Linked DNA regions of Gossypium hirsutum: region 2 is linked to region 1. The links are chromatin contacts, called in public Hi-C maps. All regions are on one chromosome and are shown on one strand. Each heading gives the region's core, a stretch centred on a gene start, on an enhancer-like site or on the middle of the called end of the contact. The rest is flanking DNA. Distances are from core to core; before and after follow the strand shown.

What was found. A called contact is a pair of places that touch in the nucleus more often than the background predicts.
Region 2: a contact with region 1 is called in a Hi-C map of leaf, with 3 times the contacts expected there. The contact joins the promoter of LOC107909370 here to the promoter of LOC121209683 in region 1. A contact is called at or near these places in 2 of 34 Hi-C or Micro-C datasets (both in leaf).

What each region holds. Positions count from the first base shown.
Region 1 is chrA02:106,728,005-106,732,043 of Gossypium_hirsutum_v2.1, reverse strand. LOC121209683 (probable galacturonosyltransferase-like 1) reads left to right here and starts at 1,696. Exons shown (of 1, transcript XM_041080774.1): 1 at 1,696-3,180. The coding sequence starts at 1,799. The coding sequence ends at 2,893.
Region 2 is chrA02:106,910,522-106,914,560 of Gossypium_hirsutum_v2.1, reverse strand. LOC107909370 (UPF0496 protein At2g18630) reads left to right here and starts at 1,672. Exons shown (of 2, transcript XM_016836861.2): 1 at 1,672-2,047; 2 at 2,542-4,039. The coding sequence starts at 2,544. The coding sequence ends at 3,716.

The DNA.
Region 1 (4,039 bases), core at 447-2,946:
GTTTTGCCTTCGGGTTAAATTCAGCTTGTTTCGAGATTTAATTAAGAAAAAAATGTGATTACTGAATAGTAGAGAGTCTAAAAAAAAGATATTTTTTAATTAAAGCAATGGTTTTGACTAAATGATTATGAAAGTAATACTTATTAATTTTATACTATAATTAAACATATTGACAAGAGAGTGAATTATGGCTTGAATTATGTCAAGTTTAGATTTGTAATTTATATTCATCCAGCTCAGATCAAATTATGATTTAATTGATGAATTTCATACCAACCCAAATGAAATTTAAATTAAATTAAAATGGATTAAAATTTTGATTATTCGATTTTGATCCATATCCATGAAGAGCCTGTGGAATAATCAAAATTCAAGAGTTCAATTTAAAAATATTAATCCAATCATTGATGCAATTATGATTTTTCTCAAAATTTATCGTCGAAAGTAAATTATTATAAATTCAGTAAACATACTTGATAATAAGAAAATGTTTATAAAAAATACTAACACTGCCACTGATTAATTGGACTAAAATTTTAACATCGAAAAAAAGAAGAGTAAAAGTAATTACTTTGACAACTTTTTTTAATTGTGAGGATTAAATTTTAAATTTGATAAAATTAGAGGGGTTTATGGCATATTTTACCGAATGTGTAGTTAAAGATGCAGCTCCCACCATTTTCTTGTTTTCCATGTCTCTATCTCTTTTATTAGGACAATAAACTTTCCACCAATGGGACCCAACTTTTCTTCCTTATTGATGTCTAGCTTACGTGGCACTTCATGGTCCCACTCGTCGAAGCCATGTGGCAACTTTCATTTTGTCAATGTCACCCTTCAATTCACGTTTACACCAACGCCCCTTGCATTAAATGTTCTACGGAAGATATGGATCATGTTAGAAAAAGAGAAAAAAAATAAATATTGAAATTTTGGATCAAATCTTAGGTGAATTGACACTGTTGTAATTATAATAATAAAAAAGGCTATCAAAAGAAATTTTCGCCCAAGATTTAATAATTAGTCAATTCTTAACTTACGCGATAGAAATAAAAAACTATTGAATGATTTGATTTATCAACTTGTTCGACACTTCGTATTTGTTTATAGGCATGGTAATGAAATGATTAATGCTCTTGCTAATGCAGGGGTGAAGAGACTTGCGTTATTTAAAATGATTTTTGCTTGGTGATGAGTGTTTTTCTATCCTGTTTCACTCTTATGTTGTGTTAAAGGGTGATGACTGAATTCTGTCTTTCAACTAGTTAGAAAGTGTTTATAATCTTTTTTATTTTTTTATCAATGTCTTTCTCTTATTAATAAATTTGTATCAACTGAGTGGGAAAAAAAAAAACGAATATCAAACCCATAATTTTTGGATTTCCATAATTGTATGTTGAATATCATTAAAATACATAAAATGAAATTATCAATACGCTTAAATTAATCGATAATAAAAGAACAAAAATAAAAATATTATTATTTATAAAATTACAATTTTACATATTTCTAATATTTTTAATTTAATATTTTTAACATATCTATACATATTCATCATCCATTTTTTTTTAATTTTATCATTACAGTAATTAATTCTCAGTGTCCACACCCGAAAATAGCTTGACCATTGGTCCCTAGAAGTACCTGTTTTTTTTAATTTTAAACCCAAACGTGGGGTTTTTTTTATTTTGGGTTCAAAGTTGAAAACACAAAAGAAATTAGAAATCATTGATGTGTTCCCTTTTCCCCTATATTAAAAGCTTAGAAAACCAAAAATCTAAACTCCCACCAACAAAAGATGTCCAAATTTGCATTAGTAATCCCACCAAATAAACTCCACCGACACCACCACCACCGTCACCACCTCTTCCTCCTTTTCCTCCTCATCTCCGCCGTAAATGCCGCCCCTTCCTTGGCTTCAACCACCACTAATAATGACCAAAAGTTCAAAGAAGCTCCACAATTTTATAACGCACCCACTTGTCCTTCCATTAATGGCACCACCAATGAAATGTGTTCCCATGAAGCTGTTCATGTAGCAATGACCCTCGATGCCGCCTATTCGCGTGGTTCAATGACAGCTATTTTTTCCATCCTGCAACACTCTTCTTGCCCTCAAAACATCCTTTTCCACTTCGTCTCCACCTCCACCGCCGACCACCGTCACCTCCGCCTTACAATCACCCACTCTTTCCCTTCCCTTAAGTTCCAAATCTACCCATACGACTCCTCCGTCGTGTCCGGCCTTATCTCAACATCCATCCGGTCAGCACTCGACTCCCCACTCAACTACGCCCGGAACTACCTCGCCGACCTCCTCCCTCATTGCATACACCGCATCGTTTACCTAGACTCCGACCTCGTCCTAGTCGACGACATAGCCAAACTCGCCGCCACCCCACTGGACGAAAACACCGTTCTCGCCGCCCCGGAATATTGCAACGCCAACTTCACTTCATACTTCACCCCAACCTTCTGGTCCAACCCCACACTTTCCCTAACCTTCGCCGGCCGGAAACCTTGTTACTTCAACACCGGTGTAATGGTCATAGACTTACAAAAATGGCGTGAGGGTGATTACACCACCAAAATCATCGAATGGATGGAGCTTCAAAAAAGAATAAGGATCTACGAGTTAGGTTCATTGCCACCATTTTTACTCGTCTTTGCAGGCACCATAGCACCTGTTGATCATAGATGGAACCAACACGGGCTTGGAGGTGACAATTATAGAGGATTATGCAGAAATTTACATCCGGGTCGGGTTAGTTTATTACACTGGAGTGGTAAAGGGAAGCCATGGGTGAGACTTGATGCTAATCGACCATGTCCTTTAGATGCTTTATGGGCTCCTTATGATCTGCTACAAACACCCTTTGCTTTAGAACCTTAAAAAATTATGATTAGTATATGTTTTTTTCAACAATAATTTTCTTTTTCTGGGCTGAGATTTTTTCTTTCAATGATGCCATGGAACTTATAGAGAAAAAAAAATGGATCTGAGTGGAAAATTTTAAGATAAATTTTCTTGGAGATATATGTTCATAGATTCTATAGCAGTGAACATTAACAATCTTAGTACAATCTTTGCTTCTTTTCTTTATCTATGTATTGTTGAGGACAGTATATAATACATGTTATGCCTACTACAGAAATTAAAGATCAAAAGCTTTTTTGGTAGTTTGGTTTAATTATGATTTAGTCCCTCTACTTTACTTTGGTTTGTCTTTTACTTTACGAAAACTAAGAAGCTAATCCAATTAATTTGTTGCATATAAATTGAATTCTTTTTGTTGGTTTAATTGTGATTTTGTCCCCTACTTTTCAAAGATCGAGGAGTTGAGCTATTAATTTTTGCTAATTCACCGTCCATATAAAATGCTGTTGATTTTCAAATCAATCATTTAATGTTTTCTTTTTCTTGTAGGAAGCTTTTAATGTTGATTTGTTCTTGGTTTTTTGGCATGTTGAAGTAATTGATATTATTGCATCAATATTTCATCTTTTTAAATGGTAATAATTTGCAAAAATCAAGGACATTGATTGTGAAAATTAGAAAACCTATAATGGTGTTGTTGGAGCCTAGCAATGTCTGGTCTGAATTGAAATTCACCTTATTTTACTCCACCATTTAAGACAAGCTTGAGTTGTTTGTTTTCCTAGTTTTGTCTATATACCCTATTATGCGATCAACATTGTACTTTAATGTAATGAAAGCTTTATCATGGGAATAGCAATATACATTTTACTACTATTCATCGGGATTCATTTACATTGGTCTAAAATTAAAATAATTTTATATATTTTTATATAATTAATATTTAACTATTCAATTGTTATATTTCATAATCCGTTCATATAAATCATGTATGCCAAATTTAATATAAAGTTAAAATAATTAATTATTTGTTAATGTAAAAAAAAATCAACTATTCAATAAATATTAATATATGCAATATTTTAGATTGATATGATAGAAATATCGAATGATTTAAAATTTTACATCGATGACAAATTCAATTATATTGATAAATTCAGT
Region 2 (4,039 bases), core at 423-2,922, 180 kb before region 1:
GAGAGCTCGATCATGATACTATAGTGAAATAACTTTATAACTAAATGAATTTATAATTAATATGTGAAAAGTTAGAACTTAATTATAAATCATTTAAGCCCTAATCGCATATGTTCAATCAAACCTTCTACTAGCTTTTCGAAACTAGAAATGAATTGCATGCTGAATAAAGTAAACAGAAATTGATAAAAGTGGTGAAAATGATGAAATAAGAAACATTTAGTAATGATTATAAATTTCTCTAAAATAAAAATAAAAATAGAGAAATAGAATCATTTAAAAATGAATGTGACTTTCTCCAAAATGAAAATGAAGAAAGTGTAGAAATGAATCTACATTTTTTGAATTAAATGGAGTTTGAAAATGAAAATAAATCTTTTGGTAATGGTGAATCGTTGAATGTAGAAATATTAAATATATTTTCTCATAAATTCTTTTACGGTAAAGTCGTCATGATTTTAATGGAATTATAATTGGGTTAGGAAGATTATTTTGTTTGGGGAAATAAAAAAATAAATATAGAATTGGATCGTACTATAAAATACTTGGTTAAAAGTGTAGGAAATATTTGTAATTGGACCCGATATAGGAGATGTCCAAAAACCTCTCATGTTAATGAGGGGGATGGCAAACCCTAATATTATTAATTGGGTGTCTCCTTCTATACTTTTAATTAGACTAAAAGTTCATTTTTGTGGTTAAAATAAACTTTTACAATTCAATAAGAGTTCTACTTCTTCTCCCTATAAATAGATGACACCGGTAGGGTTAAATATACAAATTTCAGATATTGTTATTTTTCCTGAAAATAGAAAGTGTTTAATTCTCTAAGTATTTGAATATAGTTTCTAAAATTAAAATTTTTTTGGTTTTATTGAGAAGAGATTTTCTGTTTTCACACTAAAACAAAGAAACTATTTCTGGTTTTAAATTTGATTCAAATCATTTGATCACACACTCGAAATAGTTTGTAGTACGAGAATAGTGAAGAAGGTCGATTGAAAGCCAATAACGACAATGATCCGTCTAGTTGAAAACACAGGTGCGATTTCATTTATTGCTATAAATATCACAAACCAAGTTGATTTTTAAAATTTTTATTTTTTGTTGTGTAAGAAAACTATTTTCGAATCGAATTTTTTCAACAATCAGTATCAGAGTCAAGTTGTGCTATGTTTATAGTGTAAATCGAGACTTAAATTCTCTATCTTCTTTATGTGTGATTAATTTTGATAAGATGTGACATTCTTATAATTGTATACATGTTTAGAAGAATATATGTGAATGAATGTATAATATTATTTTATTGTTATGTATGATAAATTAATTTTGCCGAATTTGTGATTCTTAGAAAATTAAATGTAACTAATTAACTTATCGGGCATGTATATTTTAGATGTGGACTATTATTTCCACATAGAGTTTAGTTTTATTTTTCTAGAATAAAATTTGTGAGCCGAAAATAGATATAAAATAATTGGATGTGTTGTGTCTTAGACTAATCAATCAGATAATTTGATTGGTTAATTAGTTAACACGTGAATTAATTCAGATTGAACCAATTTAAATTTTAAAAACTTTCAAGTTATTTTAGTTTGAGTCAATTTCGGATTTGGGTTTAGGGTATTCAAATTTTGCATATATATATATATGTATACATTTATTACAAATATCCCCCCTTCCATTATGGGCCAAAGATAATTGTTTTTTCCACATTAGCTATCTTTATTCTACTCTCCAATCATCATAAGCTAGAGAAATAAAAACCAAAGCTTCACTCCCAAGTTTGGCCTTTGAAACCCCTCCTTTAAGTTGAAAGAGACGATGTTTCAAGTAGTAGACGACACTTTGCCTCATTTCCCTTCAAATTTCTCACCTTCCTTCAACCTTCATTACCTGCATTAACTCAATGCATTTCCCTTCACCAAAGAAAAAAAAAAGCCCCCTTTTTTAGCTCTCTCTGTGTGTAAAGTTTGCTCCTTTGGGTGGCTGGATTATAGCTTTTTCAGCTTATTTGCTAAGGATTTCAACTGAGAAGAACTTTCAGGTACTTTTTAGCTTGTGCATTTATAGAATCTCTCAAAGATTTAATCTTTTTGGTCTATATGCTTGAAAACTATCTCTGAGTTTTTTAAGGTCTTGCTCAAGCTTTTCTTATTTTGTTCATTTGTTGAACTTCAAGAACATATTGTGTGGATTTTTTAGGGATTTTTGTGTGAAAAAACCGTATTTTTCACTTGATTACTGGGTTTTATTTAGATTTGTGGATTATTAAATGCAATTTTAGCTAGAATTGATGTTTGTAGTGAAGCTTCATGTTAAGATACGAGTTATTTTAGGGTTAAAGTACCTGGAAGGTCCCTGCATTATAGGTACCGGATCAGATTAGTCCCTCTATTGTTAAATGGATCAATTTAGTCACTGTAATCAAATAAGTTCAAATTGTAAGAGTTAAATTAGCACGTAAACTGATGTGTGTGTGTATGTACTGCTTTTGGGTTTTTTAAGGTATTCTCCATTACCATTTTGAATCTTTATCAGCCATGATGGGATGTCAATCGAGTAAAACCAAAGGGGGTAATGCCGAATCGATATCGCAAGTTAAACCGGATTCTCAGTTCGAAGCTGATTTGAGTTCGTACGAGGCTGCTTGTAGACAAGATTCAACTCTGCAACATTTCGATGTGACTCTCCAGGAACATACTAACAGTGTCATCGGCACGCTTGCGGTCAGTTCGGGTGTTCAATCGATATCCTTTAACACGCTCCAAGAGGTTACCTGTTGTCTTCTCGAAACAAATCAGGCAGTAGTGAAAGTCATTTTGGAATGTCAAAGAGATATATGGAACAATTCAGAGTTGTTTTCTTTGGTTGAGGAATACTTTGAAAACAGCAAGAAGACTTTAGATTTTTGTACCATGCTCGAGAATTGCCTCAAACGAGCTCGGAATGATCAGTTGATTATTCAATTGGCGGTTAAGTATTTCGATGAAGAGGTTGGGTTAGAAGTTGAGGTCAATGAGAAGAAATTCGTGAAGACCTTGGAAGAACTGAGGAGATTTAAAGTAGCTGACAAGCCCTTCCCGAAGGAGTTCTTTGTACTGTTAGATTTGGTCCGTAAGCAGCAAGAATCGATGCTAGGGAAGTTGCTAGTTCGGAAAAGGAAGCTTGACAAGAAATTAAAATCTTTAAAAACATGGAGGAGAGTGTCGAATGTCTTGTTTGTAGCAACGTTTGTCTCCGTGTTGATTTTTTCCGTGGTGGCAGCAGCCGTATCTGCACCACCTGTTGTGACAGCTTTAGCAAGTGCATTGACGGTTCCTATCGGTTCGGTTGGAAAATGGTGCATCTCTCTTTGGAAGCGGTACGAGAAAGAGGTGAAAGAGCAGATGGGGTTAACAACCACAATGGAGCTCTTTGCTCGCATTACGATTTATGATATGGATGACATAAGGGTGCTCGTGACCAATTTAGAGATTAAAATCGAGTCATTATTGAAGACTGCCAATTTTGCACTCGGTGAAGAAGATGCATTGAAGCTTGCAATGGATGAAATCAAGAAAAAGTTAGGAGAATTTATGGAAATCATCGAGAAATTAGGTCAACAAGCCGATAAGTGTAGCCATGATATTAGGATGGCCAGGGCAGTGATTTTGCACCGGATGATGACACACTCTAGCACATCAACAACCGGAGACATGCCTTTGGATCTCTAGCAACAATGTACCAACCTCGCCATCTTTGTCTTATACCGAATATTTACGCTCTCGAGATAATGAAATCCCGCAGCTACTCATAAGGTGAATAGTTATAAAAATGCCAATTCTGAAACGTACCTGCTAGTCCAATGTTATATACAATGTTTTCGATGATATCTAATACATGCTTGTTTCATAGTAGGTGTTGTTGTTGTTGTACTTCACATTGTAACGGTTTTATGGATATTCCCGTAAGGCCGGTTTTGTTCGGACCGATTTTCCGTTGATGAACCGGATCTCTTTGTTACCTTTAGCAATAGAGTAATTTGTGAAAGTTGAAA